2 separate regions of the Gossypium hirsutum genome follow, and region 1 is linked to region 2. Evidence: chromatin contacts called from public Hi-C data. All regions are on one chromosome and are shown on one strand. The core of a region is the stretch at or near the end of the contact, and the rest is flanking DNA. Distances in the headings are between cores, read along the strand shown. Region 1 has its middle 24 kb from the start of LOC107962826. Region 2 holds the start of LOC107900983 (F-box/LRR-repeat protein 15).

Evidence for each region. A called contact is a pair of places that touch in the nucleus more often than the background predicts.
Region 1: a contact with region 2 is called in a Hi-C map of leaf, with 6 times the contacts expected there. The contact joins the enhancer-like site here to the promoter of LOC107900983 in region 2. A contact is called at or near these places in 5 of 34 Hi-C or Micro-C datasets (anther, callus, hypocotyl and 1 more).

Annotation. Positions count from the first base shown.
Region 1 is chrD06:17,402,383-17,409,121 of Gossypium_hirsutum_v2.1, forward strand. No RefSeq gene overlaps it. Among protein-coding and RNA genes, the nearest start is that of LOC107962826, 24 kb to the right of the region's middle. Within about 2 kb of position 2,004, at least 1 of the 9 cell types and tissues checked has an H3K27ac peak or open chromatin away from gene starts, as enhancers often do. A contact at or near this core is called in leaf, where this site is marked.
Region 2 is chrD06:17,324,740-17,331,005 of Gossypium_hirsutum_v2.1, forward strand. It overlaps LOC107900983 (F-box/LRR-repeat protein 15), which reads right to left and starts at 4,444. Exons shown (of 18, transcript XM_016826794.2): 1 at 3,658-4,444; 2 at 3,348-3,570; 3 at 3,114-3,246; 4 at 2,652-2,751; 5 at 2,365-2,562; 6 at 2,011-2,281; 7 at 1,831-1,929; 8 at 1,639-1,727; 9 at 1,434-1,533; 10 at 1,173-1,343; 11 at 727-879; 12 at 444-604; 13 at 172-370. The coding sequence starts at 4,004.

The DNA.
Region 1 (6,739 bases), core at 754-3,253, 75 kb after region 2:
TGTTGGCGACATTCAAATATACATCCAACTATTGTTGTCAAAATTACTTCATTGAACTAAACACATACGGAAAATTGATTATCCATCTTCAATACTAAATCTATAAAAATAATTAAATTTCTCAATATTTTATTTCTAAAAAATATATTGTAAAAAAATAAAATTGGTATATACTAACCTTACAAATTCTTCAATAATTTCTCTTTTACTACAACAATTTTTTTCCTCTTCTTTTCTTATCTTCAAAACTGTTCAAGAAAACACTGCTTAAATAAGGCTTCTCCACTAGGTGCCACCTATCAGGGACCCTCCACTAGGTTCCGCCTTTAAAACACCCTCACCCATGTAACTCGAATTTTTACCCCAGTTTCACCCGTGTATGGACACAAAATGCAGGTGTCGTCTATCCTACTCCCTCCACCATTTAAACATATTTTTTAAAACACAAATCATATGCTAATGATGCTTCCATGTTTGCAATAGAAAAAATTGGTGGTGCCACCACCCTATCTCCCTCCACCCCCAACACTGTTCAAAACATACCATTTTGATAAATAATGATTGGCATATCATTTAGGTATTTAAATATTAATTATGTATTACATGCGTAAAAAAACCTTTTTTCTATTTTTTTTATTTTTAAATTTTAAAATGTTTTTTATTAACGTGTCTAAACAATTTTGATAATTAAGCTGAATTATTATAAATTAACAGTTGCTTACTGATTAGGAAACATGTGGGTCCCAATAATTCCAATCAATGATAAAGAAAGACTTGGAAAAGATCCGACAGTTGACAATGCTTGACTTTTTTCTTATGACTCCTAAATTACATATAACCTCCACAAATTCTAAAATTTTAAATTGGAGTATATTACACGTGTATTGAAACCTACATCTTTTACATTGTTGTAACAACAATAATATCAATTGAATTATAAGACTACTCTTAATCTATCTGAACGATTGACAATCCCGTTCCAAATATGTAAAATAAGATGTTATCAAGATAGCCAATATATGGCACATTTATTTTTTCTATTAGAATTGGAATTGATATAAATAGATATAAGTATGTTGTGATGTATCGTTTCAGATTTATTAACATTTTTAAAATATATATTTATAGATTTCAAATAAATGAAAATAAAATATTCATTACTAAATTTCACAAATAAAAATCAATCATTTAACAATTCAAAAAAAAGCATTAAACAATAAAATTTTTCACAATAAAATCATCCTATACTAAATATAAAGTTGAAGTGAAGCTTTGAGAAAATTTTCATTTCATTTCTTTTCTTTTTCCCTATATACAAGTTGTTTACTTATTTTTATGTTGTTTAAAAGTTAAAGTCAGTAAACTTTAATGGTTAAAATTAAAGCTTTTATTATTATTAGTATAAATGATAAATATATTTTTATATTATTTTTTATATTATTCATATATCATTTGATGCATAATGTTTCGATGGATGTGATCATAATTAGATAGAATAAATTGATAAAGTCGATACAAATTAAAATTTTTACTGCTGTGGAAAAAGAGAATTGATTGTTTCGATTTTCCATTAAAACAATGTACACCAAATGATATAGCAAAAACTGATGCATAAGCAACTATATTGATGGTTTAGGTTGTCATTAATTTTTTGTTCTCAAAATTACAGCTAATTAATTTGCTCAAACAAAAAATTAAAATTTCATCTATATATTTGTTTCAAATTAGAATTCATATTAAATTAAAATTTCATTTTCAAGGAGCGTTAAAAAAGAAAAAAAATTTAAGTTATAATAATTTCAATAAATTAATTATTATAAAAACTTAGATTAAATAATTAACTCAACTCTAATTAATTAATTAAAATAAATTCAAACATAACATAAAATTCAAAGTCCAAAACCTTGTATTAAAGCAAAGCATTTTTGTTAGTATGGTATTTAGAGGTGGAGATTTAAAGAATTTAGAAAATTGGGCCTAGCCCTTAATGTGGGCCTAAGCCAATGGGCTTAACCCCTTATACAAACAGTTTCTTCCAGGCCTCTCAAGTCTTCTGCTTCTGAACTAACTCATGTAGACCTCATCATGATCCAATTCGATTGGATTCATCAGCTCGAATTTCATTTCATTTAAATATACTTGAATCCGTTGAATACATTAGCTTTCAACTCTAACTTGTCCTTGTTCATCCAACCCTTACATGGTTAAAATGTTTCTTAATGTTTTATTTATATTGTTATAATATTTTCTAAATTTAAGATTTTCTAATCAAATATATAAAAAATGTATTTATAAAAGTAAAATATATGTAGAAATTCTTTTAAAATTAAGAGATTAAAAGTTAAAAATATGTAAAATAGTAACATTAAAAGAGAGATATTTTAGTAAATATATTGGAGTGAATTCTGTTTAAACTTGCTGGCTTCACCTTTGAAAATTTTAGTGAAACTTTTAGTTCCGTTTGATTTTAGTAAATAACAGTTGTTTTGTTTTTTTTTCTTGAAAAATAGGAAACATTGAAAATTTTATTTGTTTGAAAATTTTAAAAATAAATTTTGGGAAATGAAAAATGAAACTATTTGATACTTTTAATCTTTATTTTATGTAAAACTGAAAAGTTTAAATGAATTGAGTCTAGTTTTTAAACCTATATAAACATTAAAAAAAATTTCAATAGTATTAAATATCAAACTTGTTACCTTGGCTCAAATTCATATAACTGTGGGATTATTTCATTTTATTTCTCAATTTCTATTATAGGAAAATAAGCACCAAACAAGTTTTCATTATTGAAAACAAATTTTTTATTTACAAAATATGTTTTTAATTTTTAAAATAGAAAATAAATATTATTTTTAAAATAAAAAGAAAAAAAATGAACTTTTTATTTTAATGTTTTAAAAAATGGTTTTCATTTTATGTTTTTTTTTAAAAAATTTGAAAATACATTTTATAATAGAAAAAAATTTGTTTTCAATAATGGAAATATAAAATTACATTTTGCACATGTTTTCCATTATAGAAATATGATAAATAAAATTTTCCTAGATTTATATGGATTTGAACTAGGGTAAGAGATAATATTTTAAAATTATTGAAAACAAAAATGGCTTTGAATCAATGCCAATTCATTAATTAAATTTAAAGTTAAAAAATCTTGTTTTTATTATGAATGCTATTAAGTGGATGTTCACTATAATCAACTTTTCACCTTTCATATTCCTTAACTCTTCACATTTCATCTCCTTAAAACCCCTTTCCTATTTATGTATTAGATATATAGGAATTTACTAGTTGTGATTAGAGGTGTTCATGGGCCGGACCGGGCCCAGAAAAAAATTTCAGCCCGGGTCCTAGGCCTGGGCCCGGCTCGGCCCGAAATATGGGCCTAGAATTTTGCCCAGGCCCGGCCCGGGAAAAAATTTATAAGCCCGGGCCCGGCCCAACCCGGCCCTGCCCGTTTTTTAAATAAATACCAAAAATTTATTTTAAAAATTAAAATAAAAATTAAAAAAAGTATTTTAAAAATATTTTAAAATTTAAAAAATTATTTTAAAAAAATTTTAAAATTAAAAAAATTAAAAAAAGTATTTTAAAATTAAATAAAATAAAAAAATAAAAATATTTATTATTCGGGCCGGGCCGGCCGGGCCCGAGCCAAAAAAGTGGTGCCCGAGGCCCGGCCCGTTTTTTAATCGGGCCTCGTTTTTTTGCCCAATCTCATATTTTGGGCCTATATTTTTACCCAAACCCTCCCATATTTCGGGCGGGCCACCTCTAGTTGTGATGATGATGAAAAATAATAGAATGCAATAGAAATCCCCCTATTCTCATATATATCTTTTATCTATTATTCTTGTTTTATAATACGTTATCAACACGCACGCTTAAATTAATCTAAGAGTCTTGCGATCTTCATTAGTTTGGATCAAGGTATGTTCGCATCGTCAAAAGTTCCACTAACCCCGTAATTTGTTAAAACTTCTAACATAGCCAAATTACTTGTAATTTATTTTGTGACTAAATTATTGTAATCACCGGAGTATTGTTATGTTATGCTTGAAAGTTTGTTAAGAGACTACTTATGTTTATATTAAATTTGCATTGTAGTTGTATCATCAATGTTGAACCTTGCAAAACTTGAATTTGTGGCTTTTGATATTATTGGAAAGAATTATTTATCTTGGATGTTAGATGCTAAAATACACTTAAATGCAAACAGCTTTGGTGAAACTATTAATAAAGGAAATGAAACATCTAGTTAAGATAATGTCCAAGCCATGATATTTCTTTGCCATCACCTCCATGGGGGACTAAAGAATGAATATTTGACTGTTAAATATCCATTTGTCCTTTGGAATAGTCTAAAAGAAATATATGACCGCAAAAAACCCGTAATACTTTCTAAAGCTCGCCATGATTGGCTACATTTGAGATTACAAGATTTTAAATTTGTGTGTGAATATAACTCAACTATGTTTAGAATCACTTTGTAATTGAAATTATGTAGAGAGACAATAACTGATAAGGATATATTATAAAAAAACATACTCCACATTTCACGCAAATAATGTTGTCCTACAGACACAATATTGTGAAAAAAGTTTTAATAAATATTTTTAAGTTAATATCTTGTCTTCTTGTGGTTGAACAAAATAATGAATTGTTAATGCAAAATCATGAGTCACATCTAACTAGCTCTACTCCATTCCCTAAAGTGAATGTGACATCATCTAATGGAAAGGATAAAGGTCACGCTAGTAGTCATGGTCGAGGACATAGGTGTGATCTTAGTCGTGGTCATGGTTGTGGTCGAGGACGTGGACGAGGTGGTCATTTCAGGAATACCCATCAGATGTAGGATCATAATGATGGAAAGAATGATAAATATACAGCTGAAAAATTAGAATGTTTGTGTTATCGTTGTGGAGGTAAAAACCATTGGTACAGTACCTGTCATACACCAAAGCATCTTATGGAATTATATCAACAATCATTGAAGGACAAAGGGAAGAAAATAGAGATAAATTTTTTTTGTGAGTGTAACATCCCGCCCGGTGTTTAAAGAAAGTTCTTAGTGATTTGACTACTATTTGTTGAAGTATAGTGTTTAAAGAAAGTTCTGAGTAGGTAAGGTAATAATTGTGACTAAGCATGTAAGGTTGTGAGTACGCCCTTGAGTGAAGCCTATGATAAGTGAGCTTGATGGTTTGGCGGACTCTTCTAAAGAGTATACATCACCCAGTTGTTTGACGAATATTTTAAGTCCTCAGTTTGATAGAACCCTTTATTATATTATTATTTTATTATTCTGGTTGAAGAATTTAGTTAGACAAATGGGAATTGTTTATAATAGAACTAAGTTACGTAGCCGATAAGACTTGCATTTATGATTAGAAAGAGTTCTTGGTCACAGGAATCAATGAGGTTAGTGGGATAATCAGATTTATTCACTAAACTTAGCTTCCGTGTATGTCTGTATAAACTTGGTATTAGTTTCTTGAGCAAGCTTTTACGTCCTCTCTAGTATTCACATTTTCTTCTCAAACTTTCTTTGCACTTTTCTCTTAGAAAACCTAATACTAGAGAACTACTTGGAGATTTGGGTTCATTATACTTAGCCAACTCTTCTGTTGTTTTAGCACTTGGTAAATGTTGATGAACCTTAAGTTATTTTCATGGCTATTTACTTGACTTTAGGGCTGCACACTTAAGCGTCAGTTTTGAGTATAATGAAGAAAACTTCCTGAATCAGGGTTTTGTGATGATGTTACTTGAAAGTTTGTTTAGTTTTCTAGTATACAGTCTGAATAGTTTAACTATTTATAGTATAACTCAAGACACTCCTGAAGGTTCTCATGGTAAAGGCACGAGTCTTGCTATTTGAACTTGCTGTATTTTTTGGTGAGTTCCTTCTTACTACATGTGTGTATAATGTTTTTTCTTATGTTTGGTTTAAGGCAAGTATGCATATTCTGTGAAGATGAAATGTCTGAATAAGAGTGATGAATGCTTGTTGTTATCAGTTTGGTTTGGTCTGCCAGTGTTAAGATGTAAGAACTTTCTTTCATGTTTAAGCTATTACCCTTTTCTTTTGAAATGAATAACATGATATGATACATGAAAAAGAATTCATGGTGTTACCTTCAATGAAATGAGCATTGAACTAGCAGATTGTGACACATGAAAATGGTCGCGTAGCCTCTGGTAGGGCAAGTGTTATTGCAAACCAGATTGGCAAATCACGACAAAGGAAAATGAATGAAAATTTGATATGGCTCTGTATATGGACTACGGTTTGCGGCTAACATGAAGAAGGTGGTTTGTATGATTGCATGGGCATAGTGTACATGCCAAAGGAACAATGTACGACGTATAGTCTGCTTGTGTTTGGAATTCGCCAACTGGCGAACTGTGTGACCTTGTTGAGTTGAAAAGGCATACTTGAATTATATGTAACTATTGCACTGTTTTCTTCTAAAACTCACTAATTTCTTTGAACTTACTTAGTTACCTTTCCTTTTCAGGCCTACTGATGAAGTAAAGGAATCTTTGAAGAGTACACCAGAGGACAGCCGTTGTCGTGAGACTCCTTGTATTTTGTACTATGCATGACATGGGGGTGGTGTCAAAATGTCCTCAATGAAGAACAAATTTTGTATTTAAACTTGTGTTTACGAAACTATGATTTAAATGAAATTTAGTAAAGTATTTATGGGTTTTCAAAGTGTATTGTCTT
Region 2 (6,266 bases), core at 3,194-5,693:
ATGGTATTAGCATTTTTTTATCAAAACACAAATTCAATAAGAGTACAAATCAATGCGACATTCATGCGTTCAACAGGTAGGTATAATATGATCTACTGACTGTCAAACAACACCGACATGCCATGTATGTCTCATCAATTCATGCTTACATATCAAGGATTTCCAAGTTACCTTAAGATGAAAACAAGAGACAAAAACTGGCTGCAAATTTGTCAAAAAGGTATACGACAAATCAAGTGTTGTTAAATTTGGAAGCCAGCGCAGAGAGTAAAGGCCGTCAGAACCAATAGACGGGCAAGACATCAATATTAATGACTTGATCAGAGAGCAGGAAGCAGTTGTTGCAGATAAGCAATCATCCTTAAGTTGGCTGCATGTAAATTTGAATAGAGGCATCAACCACAGAACAAAGTAAAGCATCATTAAAAGTTAGAAAAACAGACCTGCAAAAGGAAGCATCCAGAGATTTTAGTGGAGGACAGTTTATGGATGCGTCAGATAAGACACCACATCCTTTGAGCTCAAGTGACACCATATCTGGAGCATTGATTCTGAGGGTGTTCAATTTGGGGCATATTCCAAGATTAAGTGACCGGAGAGCCACCTAAAAGAACGGAAATTTTCAGGCATTATATTTTTCCTAACAGCAAGAAATTGCATGCACCAAATAGTTGATAACACAGCAAATGAATTTCATATAAAGTCTACGAGTCAGTCTAAGCTTACAGGACAAAAGGATGCTCTTTCCAGATGATCACAACCATCTAAGCAAATCTTCTCAAGACAAGGACATGCAAGACCAAGAGTAGTAATATCACGACAACCAACCAGCGAAAGACTGACTAAAGATGTACTGGAGAAATGCAATGCTGTCAAGCTCTGGCCAAAACAAAAAAAAACAAAGAATTTTTTCAGAAGGCATAAGAAAACGACTCACAACAATGCAGGAAACAAGATGCCAATTTAAGTGACCAAAGAGCTGAGATGAAACCATCTTACAGATCTCTATCATCTCATGCCTTTTTTATCACCCAGTCATTGAATGTGTATATAACATCTTATGTCTCATTTATCACCATATCTTTGCATGTTCCAATAGTAAGGCCCTCATCCATGCACAAAAATGAGAACTGAGAGAAGACTCACTACACAGGAAAAACCTATTCACAAACCTCACAATTATCCAGAACCAATGATTTTAGCATAGGGCACCCACCACCATCACTAAAGACATCGCAAATAGAATCTGTCAAAGATGCACAATCTGTGAGGTCTACTTCTTGCAAACCTTGACACCGCAGTGCCAATATTGTCAAATTTTCCGTCTTCTGCAGTGCTAATTTCTGCATTTTCATGTACAACACTATAATTCAAACTCTTATCAACAACAAAGACAGTAGAAATAGAAACCAAATTGTGCGTTGAGAAAATACTTGAAGTGCATTTGAACTGATGTTAATGCGACGGAGGGCGACACCATTGGACAGTGTTATGGATGACAACGTGGAACTTTGTAAATTCAAGTCAGCAAATCTGCATGGAAGAAATTATATATTATTATAAAAGAAAAAAAGAAGAAGAAGAAGAAGAAGAAGAAGAAGAATGGAAATAAGGGAAGTCAATAGAATAGCAATATACTTTCGACAATGAACCAGTCGAATTTTCTGCAAACGAGGAAGATCCAATGACACTGATGTCAACATGTGGCAATTATCAAGCTCCAACTCCTGCAACAGAGAGAAGAATCAGTACGGATGGCTAGAAATCTTTAATAGAGATAGCAAAGGCATCTGGCAATATATATATATACACGAGAAAAAAGATTCAAACCTCTAACTTATAACTATAAGCTATTGCAGCCATTGAAGCCAAAGTGATACCCTCGCAGTTGTCAAGCTTAAGAACCTTCAACATTGGTAGTCTTACAGACTTCATAAACAAGTAAATGGATCAAATAAACCCAAAAAGCAACACTAATTAGATCTAAATTAGCCATTTGCAAAAACAGACCTCAAGTGATATGTTAGGACAATATGACAAATTCAGAACATGGAGATTAGAGCAAGTGAGAGCTATTTCCCGCAATGTTTCATCGCTAACACAAGAACAATTTAACATGTCTAAAGACTCTAATTGGGGGCAAGAAGTCACTATCAAACGGATTGCTGCATCTGTAAGTTTGTGGCAAGCACTTATATCAAGCAGATTTAAAAGAGGACAATTAAGGGCTGCCTGTGCCATATTACTGCGTTTCAAAGATAAACTTTTTAGTAGTGGGCACCTGCAAAAGATCAGATGTCAGCATAGAGATGACCAGATTGATATCACGATATACTTTAAAATCAAATCAAGACTTTGTTTCACCTGATGGATATACGCATCACACGGCATTTAGTTAATTTCAGATCACATAATCGATCATGGTTAATAAGTATCTCTTGAACACCATCACCAAGAATAGCATCATTCACATCCAAACTCCTCAACATACTACACTCGGTCAACGCATGGAAAAAAGCATCACCTAGTTGGTCTTTTCCCAATGTTAAAGCCTCCAGATTTCTGCCAATTGGAAAATTTATTCAAATTAACAGGAGGCTATGCAAAATTCATTTCATTAGAGAACATAAAATATAGTGACAAAATATTACCGTAACAAATAGACAGCTTTCATAACAAGAAGGTGGCTAATTGGAGTTCCACTCAGATTCACTTCAGTGGCATTAGGATATCGTTGACACATGTCCTCAACTGCAAAATCAAAATGCAACATTATTGCAGTTCAGCATCAAATTTCTTCACAACAATGGACCACTTTTGCTCATGCAAAATAATGTAATCAACAAACAATTAATAGAGAATGAACTATTTGTGAAGATCTGTAACATATGACGTGAGTATTATCTTGCTCAGGAAGCAAGCACCAAACATGTTAATTCTAAATTTATAAAAGATGAAAGCGCAACTGATATATAATTGCATACTCATATAGTTTTCTTATCTGAAAAAAGAAAGTCTCAAATTTAAGCAATTTCTAAACTTCATTTGCTTGGAATACACTGTATAAACCAAATGAAAACGAAGTAAAGATATTAAGCAAATCTAAAACTCACATTTTTCAAGAGATATACTCCGGTTTTCAAAGTTCAAACACCTCCAAAAATCCTCATGAGCACTAGCAGATCGCCACTGCCTACAAACCATGGCTGAGTTGCAAAGATTACGATGATCCAAGAACGAGAACACCTGAAAACAGGAAAAACAAACAAAACGGTTCAATAAGATTAAACAATACAAAAATTATAAAAAAAAACTAACATATAATGTAGATTATACAAACTGCCTACCATATGCAATAAATCGTCAGTCAGATCCATTCGAATTTCAGAATCTTCAGCTCTCAAATCACCCTCATTTTCCTCATCTTTCCCACCATTACCATCAAAACGATGCCCATCACTCCCACTATTCAACATGAAATTGTGATAAAATACCCCTTTATTGGATGAAATCGATGAGCATTGGTTATTATTATACTCTCTCGGTGCTAATGAGTAAGAGGTGCTCTCGCTGCAATGAAAAACTTTGCAGAATAAGTACCGCAAAAAAAATTTAATTTCTTAACTAATTTTGCCTACATTTGTCCAGTTAACTCACTGATAAACAGTGTAGACTTTGGCTCGTTTATGGTGCGAATCATGGTAGTCAGAATCTTCAACGGCAGTTGAAGCGGAGGCGCTAGTCTCACCCTGGGAAGGACGCGAGCAGCCAACCAATGGGAGCCACTTAGCATCAACCCAATTGCCACCGCACCTCATGGCGGCGGACATTTCTTCAAACAACAGGAATGTCTCGTCTCTCTGTCGTCGACTATTAAGTGTTCTGTTTAGGGAGAATGCAAATCGATCTGGGGCGACGGTGACACTGGCGGGAGCTTCTTCATCGCCGTCATTTACAATATTCTCCTCAATGTCGTCAGCATTTGCCAAAAACCCTTCCTTCATGGTTGTCTAGTTCGTCGTCGATAAAGCAAAGGCAGCACTAAATCCTCATGCACCAAACCCTCCACTAAAACAATATAAACCCCTAACTCACCACCTTCCACCTTCCATCATCCACCCCCCCCAAAAAAAAAAGCTCCGGCCTCTTAGGAACCCTAGAAAATTTTCAAAAAAAAAAAAGATTTCGAAAGTTCAATCTTTTAGAAAATCCAAAGAAGAATCGATTGATACATACGAACCAAGAGACGGAGATGTAAAATATACAGAGAGGGCAGCGAACATCACCGGATCTGGTCTAGTAAAGTAAAATTCACTTCTTTTTAGCAAGCATGAAAATAAACAAATGGACCGGCGCTAATTGATTTTCCAAAAAAGAAGAACCCAATGCTTAAATTTTGCTAAGGAAAAATAGGTTAAAATTATTGTTACTACCTCTCTTGTCTAGATTTTGAGATTTGGTATCTATATTTTAAAAGTTAAAATTTAATTTTTTACATTTTTAATTTAAAAATTGTAAATTAAACAGAATCATATTTATCAATATTTATTAATTTAAATTTTTTATTAATCATATTTCATATCATACTAGAACAACTTAATTAAAATTGTAAGTTGATAAATTTTAATCAAAAATATTTACAATTGAAATTTTTAAATAAAAATAGAAGCACTAAATATTAAACTTTTTAAGTATAGGAGTTAAATATTAAATTTAGTCTAAATATAAAAACTAATAGCAAATTTTAATGGAAAAATAACATGAAATACAATTTTCAATTTTAACCAACTTATAAAATTGAATTAAAATGTGTGATGAAAATTAAAATTAGTATCAATTTTAAAGCATATAAATATCAATTTAAACATAGAAGTTAAATCCATACAACTATATGTAAAAGGAAGGCCAACACGTGTCCCACCGTTTTTTTTTTTTGTTTTTTACATTTTAAATCTAGACAACTATAAGGGCCTCCCAAAACTGACATGTGTCACATCAGTTTTTTTGACATTTTAAATATGGTTAAAATTCAATTTTAGTCCCTTTATTATGCTTAAAGTTGATATTTAATCTTTATATTTTAATTTCTAACACTATTTGATCACTATATTTTTATAATACTATTATTTACTCCAAATAATTAGTAATGTTAATTTTTCGATTAAAATGTTAGCTTCTCATTTCTTTTGGGTTTGACTTGCCCTTTTTTTAGTATTAAGATAATGGTCAAATTTCATTGACCCTTTTTACTATGTTGAAACTTGATATTCAATATATATATTTCAATTTTTATGTAGTTTGGTCCCTCTATTTTTGTAGTGTGGGGTATTTTTATGAAAAAATCTACTTCGGCATTTTCAATGCTATTTTTTTGTTATATGACTACCAATGGCAAGGCCAGGTAGGGGCCCCAACTCCCCTAAAATGAAAAATTTTCTATTTAGATAGTTTATAATTTATAAAATTTTAAATTAGTAATGGTAAAATTGTACTTTGACCCCTCAAAAATAATAAAAATTTTATTTAATATTTTAAAAATTATAAATATATAGTCTATTAAAATGGTAAATTACATCTTTACTATCGTAAAAATATACAATTTAATTTTAACCCTAAAAAAATATTTTTGGCTCCATCACTTATGACTATTAAGTATTTTTTTAATTTCAAAATTACAAATAAGTTAATTTAATAAAAGAATTTTAATGATGATAATAATAGAATTTAAATTTTTAACTCTAAAAGATAAAAGGGTTAAATTTCTTAAAATAAAAGTAGTAAAATTAAATTTTAAATGTACTAAGTGTATTAAGATTTAAAGTATATTTTAATATTTTAATATTTATTTATTAAAAGATATATTTATCAAATAGTTTAAAAATATATATTTACTAGTAAAAAAACACAATTGAATGGATCGTTGTGGAAAATAAAAATTAAATTGGTAAAAATGAAAAAAGAAAACTCGTGTTTTTTTATGATGACAAGACAAGACTGGTTATTGACTAAAAAAGTCACTTTTTTTTCCATCAAGGTAGATTTTCAAAGATGAAATCGCACGTGCAACCCACAACTTTTGGGTCACTTTTTCTTTATCTGTTATTACGATTATTCAAAAAAAAAAACCATCGGCGCATTATGATTAATCAAATTAAACAGATATTTTATGTTTAGGGTGAGAGGTTTATATCTTTATAAGTAGAATTGAATTCAGCTCAATAATATATTTTTTTATGAGATTTTTTGTGCTCGAAAAAATTTGAAGT